Linked DNA regions of Ovis aries: all the other regions are linked to region 1. A link is a contact called in public Hi-C data. All regions are on one chromosome and are shown on one strand. The core of a region is the stretch at or near the end of the contact, and the rest is flanking DNA. Distances in the headings are between cores, read along the strand shown.

The links. A called contact is a pair of places that touch in the nucleus more often than the background predicts.
Region 2: a contact with region 1 is called in a Hi-C map of liver, with 2.9 times the contacts expected there. The contact joins the promoter of NDUFAF8 here to the enhancer-like site in region 1. A contact is called at or near these places in 8 of 16 Hi-C or Micro-C datasets (blood, hypothalamus, liver and 3 more).
Region 3: a contact with region 1 is called in a Hi-C map of tail adipose tissue, with 5 times the contacts expected there. The contact joins two enhancer-like sites. A contact is called at or near these places in 4 of 16 Hi-C or Micro-C datasets (blood, omental adipose tissue and tail adipose tissue).

What each region holds. Positions count from the first base shown.
Region 1 is chr11:50,784,259-50,786,808 of ARS-UI_Ramb_v3.0, forward strand. No RefSeq gene overlaps it. Among named protein-coding and RNA genes, the nearest start is that of ACTG1, 29 kb to the left of the region's middle. Within about 2 kb of position 1,278, at least 19 of the 54 cell types and tissues checked have an H3K27ac peak or open chromatin away from gene starts, as enhancers often do. A contact at or near this core is called in liver and tail adipose tissue, where this site is marked.
Region 2 is chr11:50,976,547-50,979,096 of ARS-UI_Ramb_v3.0, forward strand. NDUFAF8 (NADH:ubiquinone oxidoreductase complex assembly factor 8) reads right to left here and starts at 1,285. Exons shown (of 4, transcript XM_042256761.1): 1 at 1,164-1,285; 2 at 891-1,001; 3 at 647-777. The coding sequence starts at 1,247. It overlaps TEPSIN (TEPSIN adaptor related protein complex 4 accessory protein), which reads left to right and starts at 1,580. Exons shown (of 13, transcript XM_060394962.1): 1 at 1,580-1,655. The coding sequence starts at 1,608.
Region 3 is chr11:50,942,591-50,945,140 of ARS-UI_Ramb_v3.0, forward strand. SLC38A10 (solute carrier family 38 member 10) reads left to right here. Exons shown (of 17, transcript XM_060394961.1): 6 at 810-934. Among named protein-coding and RNA genes, the nearest start is that of SLC38A10, 10 kb to the left of the region's middle. Within about 2 kb of position 1,276, at least 1 of the 54 cell types and tissues checked has an H3K27ac peak or open chromatin away from gene starts, as enhancers often do. A contact at or near this core is called in tail adipose tissue, where this site is marked.

The sequences.
Region 1 (2,550 bases), core at 28-2,527:
GAGGCATTCTGAACACGGATCAGATTCCAGTCTATCTCAGGGAATTACATTACTCCTAGGTCTTGGACAGGTGATTTCGGAGGTGACTCCTGTGTTTGTCAAGCTGCTGTCCCTAAGCCACCATTAGGACTCCATCAGCAGTGGTTTGGGGGCTTTTCCAGGTCAATGGGGGTTGGAGTGGGTGCTGAGGAGTGCCTGGGGCTTGACTTCCTCCCTTGCAGGGGCCCTGTACCTCCTGTTGTCCTGGTGGTCCTCTTGGTTGACACCTCATGGAAGAAAAGATGCTGAGACTCTTGGTTCTCAGTGGGTTGGGGAGAAGGGGCACAGGGGAACTCTGAGTGGGAGGGGAGTCTAGAGATTGGGAGCCCTGTGTCCATAGCCGGGCCAGTACTGCAGGCTGACTGCCTCCTGAGATTTGTATGTAGCCACCATCGCACTGGGAAATGTCTCCAGGCAGTTTCTGGGGGAAGGTGGTGGGCTGGGAGGGAAAGGGACTAGACCTGGACCCCTGACCCCCTAACCCAGCCCAGAGCCCTCTCCCTGCAAGGGCCTCTGGCTCCTGGGGCCACCACTTTCCACCCCAGAGGGAGGCCACTGTGAAGTGATGGAAGAGGGAGATGATTTAGGGAGAGTTTGCACAGCTGGCCAGGCTGAGGCAGGGGCTTTTGCCCCATCCCCCAACCATCCCCTCTGATTAGAAGAAGACTGTCACTCTGAAAACGGTCTCAGGTTAGCAACATCCGGACACTTGGTCTCCGACAAACTTTCCCTCTGGAAAAATCAAGAGACTTTCTATCACTCACTGGGTACATTTTAGAAAGAGCCTGAGCTCATTTTTTATGGGTTCTTCTTCTCCACAAGTCCTAGGAAACAGGGAGAAAGCAAGGGTAAGTGTACTGAGGGACCGAACTGAAAGCGCTTGCCCAAGGTCAGTCCCAGCACAGGCCGTGTTTCAGGCTGCGGGTTCTTTCTCCTGTGTGTGAGCATGTTGGGGGGAGGGTGGTTGGAAACGGGACTGAAGGGGAGGCCGGCCCTGGAGCGGCCACTTAGTAGGGTCCGCGGCCGCAGCCTGCAGCTCCCCAGTGGCCCCAACCTGAGCTCTGGGATGGGGGTACGCGCAACGGTGGAACGCTGGCGGTACCGGACCCCCGAGGCGGGGCCCAGGAGGCGGGCTCGCGGTGCCGCGGAGGAAAGAACAAAAGGAGGCCCCGCCCCTCCCTGGCAGGCTCCCCGCAGCCAATTGGCGAGGCCACTGTCAACGACGCCCTCTGATTGGCTGCACGGAGACCAATCGGGCGCCGGGGCCGCGAGCCCGTGCGGCCCCACGTGGGGCGGCGTGCGCCGCTGTACTCTGGCCGCAGCGGGCTGAGTACTTATAGTTGGGTGTGCTGGGGGTAACCGTGCAGCGACTTGCGCCGACTGAAGGACCCCCAACCCTGAGGACCCCCCACCGTCCCGAGGGTCCCCGAGTGCCCTTTGCACGCAAAGCACTGTACCATCTTCTGGGTCATCTGCTGTGCAGGGTTAGGGTCGTGGTTGCTCCCGTTGCACACGTGGAGTGAAGTGACAGCTTCAAATCCACCTAGCCTGTTAGGGCGGAAGCCCCTGGAGACCTGGTTTTCTGACTCTGCTGCTCGGCTGCGGGTCCTCACCTTCCCTGGGGGCTTGAGCCACTCACCGCTGTACTCTCCTGACCTCAGGGGACGAGGAAGGAAGGAGCGTGCCATCTGGGCTTGGCCATGAAGGCTGAAGCGGATCGGGTGGAAGGAAGGAAGAGGCAGTCTGCTGTTGGGTGGTAAAGGGGCTAGGCGGGATCAATTCATATATCGATTGAGTCAGTTATTGACACCTTCTACTATTATCCTGGGGACACAAACAGTGGTGGCCCCAGGGGAGGCTTGGAGGCTAGCCTCCCCCTAGTTTCCATTAGTCTCCCCTCCAAGCTACTCCAAGTGGAACATACAAGAATGTTCTTTATGGCCAATTGATGTGGTCTTACATTTTTATGGCACCCTCAGACAGAGTATTTGAGGAGAGTTGAATAAATGGAAAATGAATGAATTAAAGGAGAGATGGTGCTGCCCAGGGCCAGCAACAAAGGGGAGCTGTTACCACTTTGACCTGAAGGGTAGCTGTAGCCACAGGAGAGGCCCATCCTGTAGGAGCTCCGACCTTGGAGGGAGGGATACAGCGACTGGCCGGGAGGAGCCAGGTGATATATATACTGACCTCACTTTACTCCTGCCTGCGCCTCTCATCTGCCAGCTCCTTTTTGGCTGAATTCCAATTAACACGGCGCCCACAGGTCAGCCTTGGGCCACAAGGCAGGGCAGCTGGGGTAGGGAAATGGGGAGGTGTCCAGCACCTGTTGGGAAGTGTGAATAAAAGCATCTCAGAAACATTGCTGTTTTGTTTTGTAGGCAGTGACACAGGATGTAAGTGCACGCCTATGCTGAGGTTGTTGAGAAATGAGTGGGGCGGGGTTCGGCCTCCTCTCTGGTGCAGAACCAGTCCAAGCCCTAGGAGTGGGAAGACAACATGCAAGCAGTG
Region 2 (2,550 bases), core at 35-2,534, 190 kb after region 1:
TGAGAAACCCCCAGGTTCCCTGTTCTGAACTTCCAGTGCCTGGGGCCTGTGGTTAGGTTGCCCTCAATGGAAAACAGCAGGAGAGGCAGCCACACGCTCCCGGGGGCAAGACAACATGACAGGGGCAAAGAAGCGTAAGGAATCAGAGAGGATTCCTTCCAGAGAGGATTCACAGGATACCTGTGATCCTGACTAATAACCACAGGCGGTAGGGAAAAGCCTGGTTTGGCCAGGAGTGTGTGATCTTTATTTTACATGTGAATCCTTCCAACCACTGACCACAGGATGAAGGTTTGTACTTCCCGGAGGGAGTGCTCTGAGTAAAGCAAGGAAGCTGCCAAGAGCCAGGAAGCAAGTCCAAGCGACACGTGCATCTTGGATGAAACATGTCATATTGGAGATTGGTGACAAGGGCGAGCCGCATATCCCAGCCACAATGATTGCTAGGAAGGTGCAAGGGGTTCTTTGAGCCCTCTGGGAAATGAAGTATGGCCCATGCATTCTCCATCCTGGATCATAGAGATTCCTTGGATTCCCTAAATTCTAGTGAGCTGACCCAACTGTCCCCTGCCAGGTCCAGTACTCAGCACAAGCAGCTCTGGTGAACAGAACTGACTGTGGGCATCGTGGCCCACCCCAGACCCACCGAGTCGAGGGAACCCAGGACCTTGACATCTTGGGCACCAGCTCAAAACCTTGTGCTAGCCTCATTACAGGCAGCCTCCGTGGCGGCGGGGGTCGCGCCGGCTGGTGTGGGGCTGTGCCCCCGTGAAGCACCTGTTGGAGCCCAACATCGAACCCAGAAGAAAAGGAAGCCCGTTTCCCAAACAGGTAACGTGGGTCCCCGCCCCCTAGGGTCCCACCCCCGGGCGAGGCTGGCGTTCACTTACCGCAGCAGCGAAGCAGCTCCGCAAAGCCTCGAACTCCTGCGCGCACAGATCCTTCTTCAAGCAGCCGCCCGGGGCCGTGGACGCCTGCACGCACCTGCCGTAGGCCGCGGCCTGGGGGCGGACGGAGATGGGCGAGGGTCGCCACGGTCCCCGCGCCCGCTCATTACCCGGGCGGACCCCGCCGCCGCCGCTCCCGGGTCACCACTAGCCGCCCCCCGCCAACCTGCACCCCGCCTCGCGCGGCCCTTCCTGCCCCGCCTGACGACTCCGCACCTCGGCCCCACAGGCAGCTAGACACTCGGGAAAGGCGCGGAGGCGGCTTCGCACGCGACCCCACACAGCTCCGTTCCCCGACATGAGCGGCTCCTCCCGGCACCTGTGGGCGCCGCCATCTTAGGTCCGGCCTCTTCCGGCGCCCAACAGCTTAACCGGCAGGCACTTCCGCCCACAATCTTTCTTGCGCTTTGTCACTTGGTCAGGCTTAGCCCTCGCCTTAGCCTCTCCGGAACCGCTCTCAGTCTCCCAGAGCCCTGCAGTTGGCTCGTTGTCGGTCGCTGTCCTTGGACTTTGTATTGGTTCACGCGCAAACTGTTTCCCGAAGTCGGCCGCAAGGCCCTCCTCACTCGGGTAATTGGCCCGCGGGGTCAGGCTCACGCACTGATTGGCGGGGGCCCGGGCCTGGCGGAAGCGGGGCGGGGCCGGAAGGTGGCCGGCACCATGGCGGCCACGCCGCCGCTGCGGGACCGCCTGAGCTTTCTGCACCGGGTGAGTGAGTGCTGGCGGCCCTGGTCCCACCACGCGCCGCCTCCTGGCCTCACCCCCAGCCCAGGCCGACCGCCTCCCTGGCTGCGCACTGCCCCCGCGGGATCCCCGCGCCCCGTGCCCTCCGGATGCTGGCAGGCTTGGCGTCCCCTTCGTCCCCCTCCGTCCCCTCCCACCTCTCCTCTCGCCTCTTTCCCTGTTTTCCGGCCGCTTCAACATCCTAGAACACTCCTCATCTCAAATCCTACCCTTCGGCCCCTCCCGAGGCTGGGGGACCCCACAGCCTTGGGGGGCGGCAAGTCAGGCCATCCCTGTGTCAGGTCCACGGGGAAGAGTGACCCCCTTGAACAAAATCCCAAGTTTTTCTGTTTTCTTACCCAGCTTAAAGTAGCTTTACAGAAAAAGAAACAGTGATCCCCCGAACTCTGGCCGAGATAACCAGACGCTGATTCGAAGAGCGGCAGAAAACCTTTTATTAAGTGGTCCAGGCAGTGGGGGAAGCCCTGAATTCCAGTTCAAATTGTGCGGAGAGGACTGGGCGTTTTCAGGACAGGACAGAAGGGTGGAGTTCAAGTGAAAAATGGCAGGCGTTTGGGCGGTTTCGGTGGGATACGGCTGCTGTGCTGATAACTGGTGGTTACAGAAGCTAAGATCCCATCGTGCGGTAGGAACTGGGGGACAGACCCTGTCCCTCCTGGTGGTTACATTTCAAGGAGTGGCCTTCAGGTCCTTGAGAAAGACTCTCCTAAGTTGTAGGAGGTCTGGGTTCCCAATTGTAGAAAATGCTCCTGAAGTGAGCCTGAACCAGTCCAAAAGTCCAGGGTCAAGAAAAGGTCTGGAGTCTGTCACCAGAAATAGGCCAGAATGAACAGTGAATTCTGGCACTGTGAGCTTCCAC
Region 3 (2,550 bases), core at 26-2,525, 160 kb after region 1:
CAGGAGCCCAGTGGCCAGATGGGGCCGCAGGGGAGGGGAGCGCTCTGAGGCAGGGAGTGAAAGCGTGATGCTCCCCAGTTCACGGAAGACCTTTTATGTGGGCTTTGTGGCCAAGAGTCAGGAGGCCAGCCTTTTGTCATGACGAGGTGAGAGCAGTTGTTGTCTAATGAGTGTTTATCACTGACTGTTGAGAGGGCAGGGGGGTGCAGTCTGGAGTTGATACTCAGGGCGCCCCTTGGGAGCCCCTGGGCCTGAGCCCCTGACCACTCCGGTGGGAGCAGAATGGGAGAGTCTGTGCAGTGGGCTCTCCTTAGAAGACCAAGCCCCGGGTGGTGTCTCCAGTGCCCCTCGGCTCTGAGGGCCAGCCCAGTGATCCTTCCTCTGCTTCTCCAGGCAGCCCTGTCCTTGATGGGTCTGTCTTTTAAATTATGTCTGCACAGGACTGGCAAGGACCTGCCAGCTTGGGGGACTGTCCTGACCTGGAGGCGACTGGGGTGTGCACAGCAGGTGGGGCTCATTGCTTACCATCTGTAGCCCTGGATGGGCAGCCGCCCCTGGTGCCAGGAGGCCCCACAGCTCCTCTGGGCAGCACCTGGCCAGCTGGTGGCACAGCAGAGAGCCGAAACCCTGGGGCCACACACCACTCCCAGCCCCTGCAGCCCCCCCAGCCCCTCCAGCCGGTGGCAACAGGCTGCCCTGTGCGGGGCCTGCACTGTGGTGCCGGCTGTCTCGGTGCCCTGCCCGGCCCTGGCCCGAGTCCCACCTGTGTGTGCTGCCCTGTGCCGAGTCCCGCTTCCTTCTCCTCGCAGATCGTGCTCTCCTCCTTCAAGCACGGCCTCTTCGGTGGGCAGTGGCTGCAGCGGGTCAGTTACATCCGCTGGGAGGGCGTCTTCCGCTGCATCCCCATCTTTGGCATGTCCTTTGCCTGCCAGTCGTAAGTACTACCTGCTCCTGGGGCCCTGGGGGTGAGTGTTGCAAGGGGAGGCTGCCATCCTGGGGGCGGGAAGCACCGTTTCTTTCAGTGGGTGATCCAGGCCATGAGGAGGAAGGTGTTCTTCACCGTGGCCTCTCCCACTCCGGGTTCAGGGCGGGAGTTCTGTGTTTACCGGGAGAGAAATTGACTGTTCCCGAGATGTGTTGCCGGCACTGTTGGCGACAACGCCCAGTTTGCCAAATCCCCCACGAGCAGAGTTGGCTGTGGGGAGCACAGCACAGCCCCGAACCATCTGACTCACAGAGTCCCAAGCATTTTGCCAGAGTTTAGCTATTCGTGTGAGAATATTTAAGAGGGAATTGCGCAAACATTGACTTCAGACTGCTGCTGGGACGCTTTCAGAGGCGCGTGTGTGTGTGCCTGTGTGCGCGCACACGTGTGTGCGTTTGAGCAGGCATGCGCTCTGGCACTTGGGGCTCTGTAAATGCAGAGCAGTGATTTCCATAATTCCAGCAGCCTTACCTTCTCCACCAAATGACAGGAACCTACGATCCATGCCCGGCCGGGTGGTAACCCTGCTCAAAAGAGGCGTAAATCCGGCCGGGACAAGAAAGGACCGTCGGTGGCGGGGGTCTGGCAGAGCAGCCCCCTGCAGCTCCACGGGCGTGAACCGTGCCAGTTGTAAACTAACGTGACAGATGAGACTTGTTCCGACTGCTGTGTTTACACCCACACGCGAGATCCAAATCGTCGTTCCCACTTCTCGTCTCGCTTGGCAGCTCGGTTTCCGCCAGAGCACACTCCGCTCTTGCTGTTTAACGTCCCTGTTAGAGTTGGTGACAGAAGCTACATCCTTTTGCCGTGTACCTAGTTACCGATTGTCCTTTTTTCCTGTGGGTTTGGTCTGGCTTTCTGGTGGGGGCTGCTCTGTCATCAAGTGGGTCTCTTGGGCTTGGTTCTCAGGTTGAGTTATGGGTTCTGGAAAGGGGCGGGTTGTGAGCTCATATTCTGTCTGCAGCTCACGGAAGGCGCGGGGCCTGGGGATGTGCCCATATCACCTGGGGAGTGGAGCCGAGGGTCTAGAGCTGGGGCTCTTCCCTGCACATCTGGCCCTGAAGGGCATGCAGGCTGGGAGCCCTGCTGCCCTTGCCAGGTGGCCATGGGCCCTGCTGCCTGGCTGGTCTCCCCACCCTGGATGGGCTGGGCCTCTGCTGGGCCGTCAGTGTGCAGCCCTCCCTGGTCTGACTTCGAGGTAGATGAGTACAGGGCGGCACAGGACCAGCAGGCCCCCAGCGCAGCTCAGAGAGAGCACAGAGCGCATGGAGGCCCAGCCTGTGCGGGGCAGGCAGACACCTCTGACTCAGGTAAACTGAGTCATCGGCTGCTTGGTGAGATGAGCAGGTGCTCTGCAGGTGCCACAGGCAGGATTGAGGAAGGCGGGCACCACAGCCTTGCCACACCCATCCATCCTCACATGTGGGCACAGCCCCTCCCCTCAGCGGCTCCTGGGCAGGGGCTTCCCCCCGTGTGTGCTGGGGACGCCCCTGCCCTGAGATCTGGTGCTGGGGCTCCCTGGCGTGGCCCTGGCCCTGGCCCTAGGAGCTGGGCAGTCCCCC